Linked DNA regions of Mus musculus: region 1 is linked to region 2. The links are chromatin contacts, called in public ChIA-PET maps. All regions are on one chromosome and are shown on one strand. The core of a region is the stretch at or near the end of the contact, and the rest is flanking DNA. Distances in the headings are between cores, read along the strand shown. Region 1 has its middle 17 kb from the start of Gm24861. Region 2 holds the start of 4930478L05Rik (RIKEN cDNA 4930478L05 gene).

What was found. ChIA-PET counts read pairs in DNA pulled down with a chosen protein or histone mark.
Region 1: a contact with region 2 is called in an RNA polymerase II ChIA-PET map of effector CD8 T cells, with 6 read pairs. The contact joins the enhancer-like site here to the promoter of 4930478L05Rik in region 2. A contact is called at or near these places in 2 of 484 Hi-C or Micro-C datasets (Sertoli cells and nephron progenitors), 3 of 115 datasets of contacts at active chromatin or transcription factors (effector CD8 T cells and embryonic stem cells) and 3 of 9 other capture datasets (adipose tissue, liver and pancreatic islet).

What each region holds. Positions count from the first base shown.
Region 1 is chr16:78,604,952-78,610,731 of GRCm38.p6, reverse strand. No RefSeq gene overlaps it. Among named protein-coding and RNA genes, the nearest start is that of Gm24861, 17 kb to the left of the region's middle. Within about 2 kb of position 4,226, at least 12 of the 459 cell types and tissues checked have an H3K27ac peak or open chromatin away from gene starts, as enhancers often do. A contact at or near this core is called in effector CD8 T cells, where this site is marked.
Region 2 is chr16:78,558,803-78,565,255 of GRCm38.p6, reverse strand. It overlaps 4930478L05Rik (RIKEN cDNA 4930478L05 gene), which reads right to left and starts at 4,940. Exons shown (of 3, transcript NR_040569.1): 1 at 4,489-4,940; 2 at 3,280-3,422; 3 at 387-1,671. The region is part of intron 2 of D16Ertd472e (DNA segment, Chr 16, ERATO Doi 472, expressed); the gene reads left to right. It overlaps LOC115488614 (a long non-coding RNA gene), which reads left to right. Exons shown (of 2, transcript XR_003951854.1): 1 at 1-5,110; 2 at 6,236-6,453.

The DNA of each region.
Region 1 (5,780 bases), core at 2,977-5,476, 46 kb before region 2:
AACCGAGGATAGCAAAAACTATTCTCAAGGATAAAAGAACCTCTGGTGGAATCACCATGCCGGACCTAAAACTGTACTACAGAGCAATTGTGATCAAAACTGCATGGTACTGGTATAGTGACAGACAAGTAGACCAATGGAACAGAATTGAAGACCCAGAGATGAACCCACACACCTATGGTCACTTGATCTTTGACAAGGGAGCTAAAACCATCCAGTGGAAAAAAGACAGCATTTTCAACAAATGGTGCTGGCACAACTGGCGGTTATCATGTAGAAGAATGCGAATTGATCCATTTCTATCTCCTTGTACTAAGGTCAAATCTAAGTGGATTAAGGAACTCCACATAAAACCAGAGACACTGAAACTTATAGAGGAGAAAGTAGGGAAAAGCCTCAAAGATATGGGTACAGGGGAAAAATTCCTGAATAGAACAGCAATGGCTTGTGCTGTAAGATCAAGAATCGATAAATGGGACCTCATAAAATTGCAAAGCTTCTGCAAAGCAAAAGACACCATCAATAAGACAAAAAGGCCACCAACAGATTGGGAAAGGATCTTTACCTATCCCTAATCGGATAGGGGACTAATATCCAATATGTATAAAGAACTCAAGAAGGTGGACTCCAGAAAATCAAATAACCCCATTAAAAAATGGGGCTCAGAGCTGAACAAAGAATTCTCACCCGAGGAATACCGAATGGCAGAGAAACACCTGAAAAAATGTTCAACATCCTTAATCATCAGGGAAATGCAAATCAAAACAACACTGAGATTCCACTTCACTCCAGTCAGAATGGTTAAGATCAAAAACTCAGGCGACAGCAGATGTTGGCGAGGATGTGGAGAAAGGGGAACACTCCTCCATTGTTGGTGGGATTGCAAGCTTGTACAACCAGTCTGGAAATCAGTCTGGCGGTTCCTCAGAAAATTGGACATAGTACTACCGGAAGATCCCGCAATACCTCTCCTGGGCATATATCCAGAAGATGTCCCAACCGGTAAGAAGGACACATGCTCCACTATGTTCATAGCAGCCTTGTTTGTAATAGCCAGAAGCTGGAAAGAACCCAGATGCCCCTCAACAGAGGAATGGATACAGAAAATGTGGTACATTTACACAATGGAATACTACTCAGCTATTTAAAAAAATGAATTTATGAAATTCCTAGGCAAATGGATGGACCTGGAGGGTATCATCCTGAGTGAAGTAACCCAATCACAAAGGAACTCGCACAATATGTACTCACTGATAAGTGGATAATAGCCCAGAAACTTAGGATACCCAAGATATAAGATACAACTTGCCAAACACATGAAATTCAAGAAGAACGAAGACCAAAGTGTGGACACTTTACCCTTTCTTAGAAATGGGAACAAAACACCCATAGAAGGAGTTACAGAGACAAAATTTCCAGCTGTGACGAAAGGATGGACCATCTAGTGACTGCCATATGCAGGGATCCATCCCATAATCAGCTTCCAAATGCTGACACCATTGCATACACTAGCAAGATTTCACTGAAAGGACCCAGTTATAGCTCTCTCTTGTGAGACTATGCCGGGGCCTAGCAAACACAGAAGTGGATGATCACAGTCAGTTATTGGATGGGTCACACGGCCCCTAATGGAGGAGCTAGAGAAATTACCCAAGGAGCTAAAGGGAACTGCAACCCTATAGGTGGAACAACAATATGAACTAACCAGTACCCAGGAGCTCTTGTCTTTAGCTGCATATGTATCAAAAGATGGCCTAGTCGGCCATCACTGCAAAGAGAGGCCCATTGGACTTGCAAACTTTATATGCCCCAGTACAGGGGAACGCCAGGGCCAAAAAGGGGGAGTGGTGGGTAGGGGATTGGGGGGGTGGGTATGGGGGACCTTTGGGATAGCATTGAAAATGTAAATGAGGAAAATACCTAATTAAAAAAAAAGAATGTAAACATGTCAAAGATAAAGAAAGTTTAAAAGTAATAATCAAAACTATAAAAGCTTTACAAGACACTGAAAATGGAAGATGCACTTGTATGTGGAATTTGTCAGACATGATAACCAGGGGCTCCAAAGGGGGTGGGAACTCACTGAATTCATGAGCACATGGCAGAACTTTCAGTAAACTCACAGAACTGTGCCTAGGGGTGTGGCCCTTCCATCACAGTGACTCAGGATGCTGATGCTGAAGAATCACAAATTGCTGGCCAGCCTGGGCTACAGATTGACTTCAAGGTCATCCTGACAACTTATTGAAGCCCTATGTCAAAATAAACGTTTAAAAGAGGGCTGGAGATATAGCTCAGTGGTAGAGAACTTGTCTAGCAAGTGAGAAGGCATGGTTTCAATCTCCTGAACTGCAGAACAGAACAGGGTGGTGAGGGGAGAAGAGAAGGAGGGAAAGGAGGTGAAGAGGGTGCAGGAGGTGAAGGAGAAAGCAAAGGAAATTTTAAAATATAAAAATTATTTTTGTTAAATAAAGGTCATCTCAGCAGTAATGCAAGAAACAAAATGATGTCTATCAAAATCAAATTGGTAAACATTTAAATTTATATTGATACCTACTGGTAGCATCAGGGAGATAAGACAGACATGTTGGCATGCAGCTGCTCTGGGAGAGTATAGACCCAGCCTTGGTAGAACGTATTACATTGTGTCTAGGAATAGTCAAGATAAAGCAAATGGTTCGCTTCCAATGAGAACAGTGCAAGGCTTGTCCTAGCTGCCTGGCTTCTGGAGAATATTCTCCAAGTGTGAAGAAAGTAAAGCAGGACCACACTCTGCATTTTATGCAAAACTAGGGAATGTCTTGAAATTTGACTGTAGTATATACTATCCAATTTCAGGGAGAAAAAGAACGAATGATTAGCAAGGGATGAAAAAGGCAGCTGGGCTAAGTGGGTGGAGATACTCGCTGCAAAGCAGGAGGCTAGTTTTCTTTTTCCTGACCCATCATCTTCAGGGTAAGAATTTAATTTTCCAGTTTATTTTATGGTCCTGAGATGACAGGTCAGACTCTCTAGCTGTTGTGTCAGGAAAGAAGAAAGAGGAAAAGTCAAGTCCACCTAGATGTCAATTGAGCCACATTCTTTGAGTGAGTTCTGTGTTTAAAACATGAACCCAACCCCTCCATGGATGAGGGAGCAGTCACACTCACTTCTTAAACAGTGCCATCACCTACTACACAGAAGATGGCTGCTATGCAAGAAAAGCTTAGCAGCTTTGCAGCAGAAGTCATTAGATGATACATTAAAATGAAGAGAGGTGGTGAGACAGCTCAGTCAGTAAATGATTGCCCTGCAAACATGACAAACTGTGTTCACACTTCAGAATCTGTGTTATTTAAAGGAAATTACATGTAACGACAGTTAATGAAAAAAAAAAGAGGTCATAAGCTTGAAAGCGCTAAAGGAAGGGTGTGCATGCAGTGGGGTTCGGTGGGGGTGGGGTGAGATGTGGGAAATTACGTTATAATCTCACAAATAAAAATAATAAAATGAAAAAAAAGAAGGGAAGGAAGGAACAAAGGAAGGAAGGAAGGAATGAAGGGGAAAAAGGAAGAGCAAGTTTGTTGCAGGGGAAATGTGCCAGTCAATTTGAAAGCTTACGACTGAATCCAATAACTGAGATTTTCCTGTTACCAGGATTTCAGTTTTTGACCCTTAACTGCTTTTCCCACGCTGCTTTCTGTGGTAGAAATACAGAAAGATGTAAGAACACACTGCTGGTTCTCTGGACACCACTTTAACTCAACTGGGGAATATTCTCTCACCCCATATTCCTATTCCTCCCTTCTTAAATGTTCTGTGTTCAGATGATTAAGTTTTAGAAGACAACAGGTGCTGATGAAGATGCAAAGCCATCCTATAAAGTTGAAAATCCTATTCTGTGAGAATATTAGAACTCTCATACCTGCTCAGGACAAGATTCGTTTGGCTTTTAGTTACACAATACAACATTGCAACTACTTTGTTTAGCCTATAGGCTCCCGGAAATTGTATGCATTATTGACTGCTTACTCGTCATAAACTTTTTCTTAAATTACGCAACTGCAAATATGGCAGGAAAGGTTGATGTGGCTTGCAATTCTAGGTTATAGTCCATCGTTGTGAGAAAGTTGAGGCAGAAAATCAAAACGTCACATCCAGAGTAGAAAGCAGAGAAAGAGTGAACATAACGTCTCTGCTTGCTTGCTGCTTCTGCTCAAAGAGCTCTCCTCACACTTACATAGTTTAACGCTCAGCACAGGAAATAGTTCTGCACACATTCAGGGTGGGTCTTCCCACCTCAGTTAACTACAGCTATGCTTCTCTCACACACACACATGCCCACAGGCCAGTCTGATGTAGATAATCCCTCATTAAGACTGTCTTCCCAGGTGATTCTAGCTTGCGTCACGTTCACAGTTCACACTCACCAACACAGTAGCTAATCATCTCAGACAGAGCCCACTCTGCTGGTAAATTTGTTGTTTTACTCAAGTTTTCCCAGGGAGTCAAGGCTGAATAATTTATAAAGTGAGCTGCTTTGTTTTTATGATTTTTTACTTAGCTCTCTGGGTTTATCACTTTTAGTTGGGCTTGACTTTGAGTCAATTTCTGAAGTGGCTTTTATAGTACTCTTACTCACAGCTAGTAACTATTATGGGAACTTCACAGAGCCTCATTAAGCAGAGAGGAGAGAATAATTAGGGTTCCTTGGCAGATTTACAACCGAGAAAGCATTAATGTGTCCTTCTATAAATAAACTACATTCTTCTATATGTATGCACAATAGTTACTCATTTTGCAGAGAGCAAACAAGCTATTAAGTTGGTGTCCCCATTTATAAAATGCAAAGCAGAACAAAGGAAACCTACACATTTGAAGAACATTGTTTGATAATGCAGGCATGTTCTGAAAACTATCTTGTTAGGTGATTGCAACATTGTGGGAACAAATACCATGGGTGCTTATGTAAACCTCAATGATAGAAGCCAATCAGTTGACTGACCTTTAGATACAATCAAGGGAGATGGTAAACATTAAATATGAGGCTTAGCCAGCAAAGCCAGCATGGCTTTATAGCAAACTTCTCAAAATAAATAGAAGGAATGCATCCTAAATTAAAAATGGAAACTGTAAGATAATAAATACACACAAAATCCCCCACCTCCTCTCTCTCTCTCTCTCTCTCTCTCTCTCTCTCTCTCTCTCTCGCACACACACACACACACACACACACACACACACACAAAGCAAAGTAACACAGCCATGTTCAGTATTATGGAGTTATATTGTGTAACTTCTGTCATTGTTTGTACTATGCTTTATACAACGGCAGTACAGGTTTGCTTACACCAACAATATTACTAACACAGGAATAATGTCTTGTACTGCGATATTATGACAACTACAATGTCACTAGCTGAAAGAAATTTTGGAATTCTGTAGCCCATAATAATTTTATGGGTTCACCTTCACATGTGTGTCAGTTATTAATCAAATCATCATTACATGGCATATTCTGAGCCTCGTACTTAACAAACACATTTTGTGTTTCTAACTTCTGGTTTGCTTGCCCTGTGACCCCCTCAGGGGTATTGTGGGCTGTTTTCACACTATAATACAACAATTTAAGCCTTTTTCATCTGATATGCTGATACTGACAGTGTGTGGCTTCTATTGTAGGCACTCAACATTATTGGTACCCAATTCTGTAGGGCTCTGCATTGCTCAGGGTCTTCCACTGTCTTGGTGTCACCTTCCTTGTTTCCCATCGTTTCAGGAGGATTTATTCACTCTTCATA
Region 2 (6,453 bases), core at 3,691-6,190:
ACCATCTCCGAAGAGATACACAGGGAGAGGGGAGTCATTAGTCTCTCCTGAACAGAGGCAGAAAGAATCCAGGGAATCGTCCCAAGCTTAAAATATACCAGCAAATTACTTTGGTTTAATTTCATTTGTTCTTACCCAGTAATAAATTTCTGGGGCACTCCTCCTTGGGAGTTGGATTAATTATGGTGTTTTATGGACTGAGCTAGGACAAAGAAAAAAATTGAAAATCCTTACAGCTTTTTGACAAGACCCCCTTTAAGTATGGCTACGTGCTGGCCTTCACAATGCAATCATTGTTCAAGGAGCTTTGACTGAAGCATTTCAGCCCCAAGGCTGATGATTGATCTGAGCACTAATCGATCTCAACCAAAATGGAAACGGTTTTGCCTTCAATATGATGAAACCTTTAATATTGGGGGGGGAAAGTATTTGTATAACCCATCTTATTAGTTGCCTCCTTAATACACACTGTACCTTTACATTGTAAAACATCAGTCTTACATGGAGCAGCAACTCTTAAACGTAATGAACATAACGTCAGGAAATCGCTTGGTGGCACTCAGGCAAGGCTCCCTTTCCACACAGGAGACACTGTTGACACAACCCTTTCTCTTCTATTGGGGAATAAGTAAATAATGGTAGGGGTAACCTCAGCCTCCCTCCCAGGCTTGTGACACAAGCCTGAAATTGGAAACTATGTGTTCAGCAAAGCAAAACAGAAAGAAACAAAAGCTTGGGTCTTTCTGCCCAAGGAGTAGCGCTATCAACCCCAGACTTCTAACTCAGCTTCTGTTTGGGGCACGTGTTTCTACACGTTGGGTTACACAGGTGGGCAGGTACAGGCTAAGGGTTGAGGCCAGGGGCTTTCCTCAGTCACTCTCTACCTTATTTTTGGAAACAGGGCCTTTCACTGAATGTCAGTTTCCCTGAAGCTAGTCTCACGTGGAGCTCATGGACAAGCCGCACTGACTGGCCAATGAGACATGGGGTCCTCGTGTCTAACCTCTCCAGCTCTGGGTCTGAGGGCTGTGCCACGAAGCCTAGCTTTTGCGATAGGGTTCAAACATTTCTCATGCTTGCACGGCAAGCACTTTACTGACAGAGCCATGTCCCTCCCCCCACCACTTGTTTTTATACGACAAATACCCACTCCATAATAGTTCACTTTCCTGTTACATAGGTCCAAACCAAATCCTGACGACGATGAAACCATCATGACCAAGCAACATTTGTGGGTAATCCAGACTTTAAAACTTAATCTAGACTTTTAAACTGAGACTAGAAAGTCAAGGAGAAAAGTTTACGTAATGAAAATAGGTCCACTGTAAGTAGGTCAGGGGTAAGAATGTGAACCTAGCTCCGCCCATGTGGGGTTCAGTTCAGACAAGCCTTTATCGTGCGCCCTTCTGATTACAGCTGCTTTTCTTGGGAAACATCCTTTGATTTCAGCTCACTTTCCACTCTCATCTCTAATGAGGTTCAGCTAACAAAACCATTGCAAAAGTACACAGGGATACACAGTCCTGAGCCGGGCCAACAGACAGGAATCCCCATTGCCGTGAGACTGAGCCCATCTGAAGTAAGCACTCCGTTACTTACTTATGGAGAGGTTCACCCTCCTCTGCATAGGCAACAGGAAATGAGTAACACTTCCTCTCACTCAGTGATAAACTGCAGCAAGAAAAAGAAAAGAAGAAAAATGTGGAAATTGGAAACCCTTAACATTATGAACTGATCTCAAGTGAAATCTAGCAGTTGTTATAGCAAACATAGATTTCTCCCATCTTGGCCAAGCAGAAATAATTGTATCCTCATCTGTGTGTGACAAAATGAAGGGACCCAAGTGGAGTTGTCCTCCAGTCTCTTAGAAAGTAAAAGACACACTGGAGCTCAGACCCAGGTAGGGCTCCGTGGCCAGCCGCTGATACAGCCGCAGCCACCGGGTAAAGGACGCTTCTTTGACTTTCTTCTGCTTGCGTTGCTTTAACTGTAGATCACACACTCAGATAGTGGCACCCTAAGGCCGTGAATGGCACCTTCACTATGGCAGTGACATTCTCTCTATAATTAGTGCCACCTTCCCTGTAATGGAGATATCCTTTCTGAGATAGTGACTGGCACTCCTTACAGAGAGTCCCTCCTCATCGGGTTTTCCCATTGTCTATAGTTAGTCCTTCAGGCTGCTTCCCACTGTGTTGCATTTGTTTTGTTGGATAAAACTATATTGGCGCATTTTTTGCCCTAGCCCGCCTAGCCTCACCCCTGGTCTTTTGTGACCTTGTACCTGCTAATATCTAGCAGATTGTCTTCTATTTCTCTCCCCTCAAATCATCTACATTTGCAGCTAATTTTAAACATCTTCACTTGTATAATTTGTGAGCACCTGAGACTGCGAATCTGAAGGTAAATTATTCTATGCCGTATGTCATTTTTGGACTGGAATCCTTCCTCCTGTCTGCTGTTGGAGATGAAGCATGGGAGATGGTACAGACTTATACACCTCATGGAATGATGCAGGAGGGTTACCGCCACAAAAGGACTATGCAGTCAAAGTCCTTTAAAAGGTTACATTTCTGGTCTGGGCTTTGTGGCTTGCGCAGATAATTTCCATACACAGAAGTCTGAGGCAGGAAGATTGTGGTGTGTTTGAGACTGAGTTTAAGAGGTGGCGCACGCCTTTAATCCCAGCACTTGGGAGGCAGAGGCAGGCGGATTTCTGAGTTCGAGGCCAGCCTGGTCTACAAAGTGAGTTCCAGGATAGCCAGGGCTATACCCTATCTCGAAAAACCAAAAAAAGACACAGTTCCATACCCTGTCTCACAGAAACAAAAAAGCTCCCTCAGATGAGCAGACCGTATGCCATCCCCCCCCTTCTGTTTTATTCTCTGCTCTTGTTTCGGGACGGGATTTTGCTGTGTAGGTTTGGCGGGCCTGTCTGGCCTTGAACATGCAGAGGTTTACCTGCCTGTTTCCCACCTACCAGGACTAAAGGCGTATATATCACTGCCCCTGCTTCAGTATGAACCTTCCATTACACCCTCATCTTCGTGGAAACCTGTCCACTTTACTGCTGCAGGGACTTGCCGGTATGTTTGTCTCCTGCACCATTTCCTTTTCCTATGTAATTCCGTAAAGACCAGCGAATGTTCAGCCAGTACAGAAGGACTAGCAGAATAGTGCTTGAGTGGTTAATTGGTGAATGAACATGGAAGAATGCTAAGGACCAGCCTCGGCTTGGAGAGGTTCTGAGGAAGGGGAGCAGTGAAAGAAAGGACTCACAATCAAATCGTGGGTTGAAGCTGGCGATTTGTGCTCTGCTGGAGATAGCGTCCCTGCCTGCCATCTCTCTGTTCTGCGGTCTTTCTCTCTGATCTGCTTTCTCTCTGTGTTCTGATGCTTCTCCAGGCAGTTCTCTTGCTGTTCTAAAAAAAAAAAAATTCTCTGGATATCTCTTCTCTTGCAGATCATGAACTCAGTCTTTTATTTTACATATCAATCCGGTCATTTACTCCAGGTTTCCCTTTGACCATCCTATGAATCTGCATCCCGTGCCCCCAGCCTCCTAATTCTTAGAAGACAGGAAACCCACATTTTCTTTTAACATTGCAAAAGAAGTCAGAGATCTGCCTGCCTCTGTTAAGCACGTCAGTAAGCTAGCTGGGTGGGACCCAGTCCTGAAATTACCTTTTCTAACACACCTAAATTTCTAAATAAATAGAATAAATAGACCTAAATTTCCTCCATCCCAGGCTGACCTTGAACTCAGGAATCTGCCTGCATTTGCATCTGCCTGTCTTTGTATCTTTCTGACAAGCCGGCTCATAGTGTAGCTGCCTCTGTTTCTGTAGATCCGTGGAACCCTTTATTCAATTCATATTGCATCCTTATGTTTTTGCATAGTTGAAAAGTTATATATTTCCGAACTCATGTCCTTAAGAGCTGTGTTTTCCACAGCCTTAAGGGCTGTCCTGAAGGTCCCAGCATTTACCATCTTGCTAAAACATTAGCCACACCTTAGCCTCCTGGACTGATGCCGTCTGGGATTATCATGGCCATCATTAATGTGAACCGGAAGGACATTCCTTGAAGGACTGTGAAAATATGTATATTATTACACAGACGAGCCCTAAGCCCATGTCTCCTGGCATATGACATTCTGTTCCTACTAAGGCCATGTCAGAAGAACTTCAGAGAATTGCCTTTAAGATTTTTCTTCTAAAGCAACTCACAAGGAAACTTTGGTCTATTTACCAAATTACCTAAGGACTTTCTGGAGCTGTGAGTCTTAATAATATAACCAAAGAGCTTTGTCTTCCTTTGAGAATAACACCACAGTACAGCTAGCACTAACAGTTGTGTCTAGTTATTTTAGTTGACTAGAAGTATAAAAGCAGTGTTTGAGCAGGCTGTCTTGGAATGCTTTTCTAGGCTCCTTTGACACAGACAAACACTACTTCTGGATGCAGCAGCCGCCGCGTGGGCACTCACTGCAGATAATCTTGACTGCTTTGAAATCGGTGATCAAGACAAGCACGTGGACTGCACAACCCAGAGCACTCTATTAATAATAATAATTGTTATTATTATTAATAACAAATGCATAAAAAAGACTCTCTAGCTCAAAATCATGGTCGATTCATCCCAGCAGCCAGGAGTGAAATGTGTTACGAGACATACAAAAACACTGAATCCAAACAGAAAGTACTCAGAATTAATTCCAGCAGCTGACAACAGGTGTCATGGTTGAAATGATGAACAAGTTTCCCCAGATGGTAGACAGAAGTCAACCACTCGAGATTAAAAGGTGATTTCTGTTATCACAGGCACAGAATCATGGCCTTGGAGAAAATGAGGGCAGGAAGTGAAGAGTTAGGGCTGAAATGGAGTCACAGCACTGCTCGCTGCCTTGCACCGCAGCAGGTGATAGTTCTCTCATTTGCAAAGGCAAGTCAGCTGCAGACCGGAAGCAGGCTTCTCACTTCCGCTTCCGCTCCTCCTCTGTCACGGCATTACTCCCTCACGGGTTCTTCTTCAGAAGCCATTTATTTTCTCTCCTCTCGCTCACCACAACACCCGCACCGAGGCCTCTCCGTCTGTACGACCAAGAAAGGTCTTTAAAACACAAGCCTGATCCTGCATATGTTTGGTTATGACTCGTCAATGAGCCCGCCCTTGCCATTTCTTCCGGGTCAAGCTCTTTTAGCTCCCGGATGCAGAGTGCTAAGTATAACATGATTAGCTACTTTTGGTTTAGTTAATTCGGAGTTCATAGAGAGTATTTTTTTTAATTAGATATTTTCTTTATATACATTTCAAATGCTATCCCGAAAGTTCCTTATACCCTCCCCACACCCTGCTCCCCAACCCACCCACTCCCGCTTCTTGGCCCTGGCATTCCCCTGTACTGGGGCATATAAAGTTTGCAATACCAAGGAGCCTCTCTTCCCAGTGATGGCTGACTCGGCCATCTTCTGCTACATATGCAGCTAGAGATAAGAGCTCTGGGGGGTACTGGTTAGTTCATATTGTTGTTCCACCTATAGGGTTGCAGACCCCTCTTATCATACCCCCCTTTTACTTTTCTTAACTGTTAAAATTAAACCTAGTATCTGACTTGCTCTGTCAATGAACTGTATCCCACCTCTTGTTTTTTAGTTTTTTGGGGTTTGCTTTTTTTTTTTTTTTTTTTTTTTTTTTTATTTTCAGGCGAGATCTCACTAGTTTTCCAGGCAGCCCTTGAACATGCAGTAAGACAAGCTGACATTAAACTTGCCAACCTCCTAAGGCAACCTCTTCCATAGCTGGGATATATATATATATATCCTGTACTACCAAGCCCAGGATTCCAGGAGCCCTCTTAACTGCTCACCCCTGCCTTTCATTCCTCCTCCAGCGTAACTCTAGACTCCATTGCCTTCTTCCTGTCTTAGTTTTATTTATGCCTTTAGTAGCCTCATGAATTCCCTGTGCCCTAAATACTATGTAGCTCTCCTCCTTGAATGTAATTGCTGAGCTCTTGGAGTATGTATGAAGTGAGAAAGACTGATGAATAAGACCATGATGGGAGAGGAGCCATGCTTGTGCGGAGAAGAATTGGTGGATCTAGGGGTGTGTCCAATTTCTCCTAGGTGTTGCTGTTACTGGGTTACTGGGCCCCTTTTCCATTAATACGGTAGCTTCATGTTCTGTGGATGTTGAAGTTTGAATTGCTGAGGAGTTGGCCTTTCTGTCCCAGGTTTTCCACCTCTGCATCTGACCCCCTCTTCCTGCAGCAGGGCCAGGCAGTGTTGGTTGTTTTAAGCCGAAAGCAGCAGACAGTGTACGCCCTGTTCACTTAGCAACTTTTCCCCGGTGCCCCTTTTATTTCTTGGCTCTCCACCAAGGATTGACAGGTAAACAAAACTCTTGTTTTGGTTATGATTTTACTTCTAGGGGGAATGGGGGTCGCCTGTA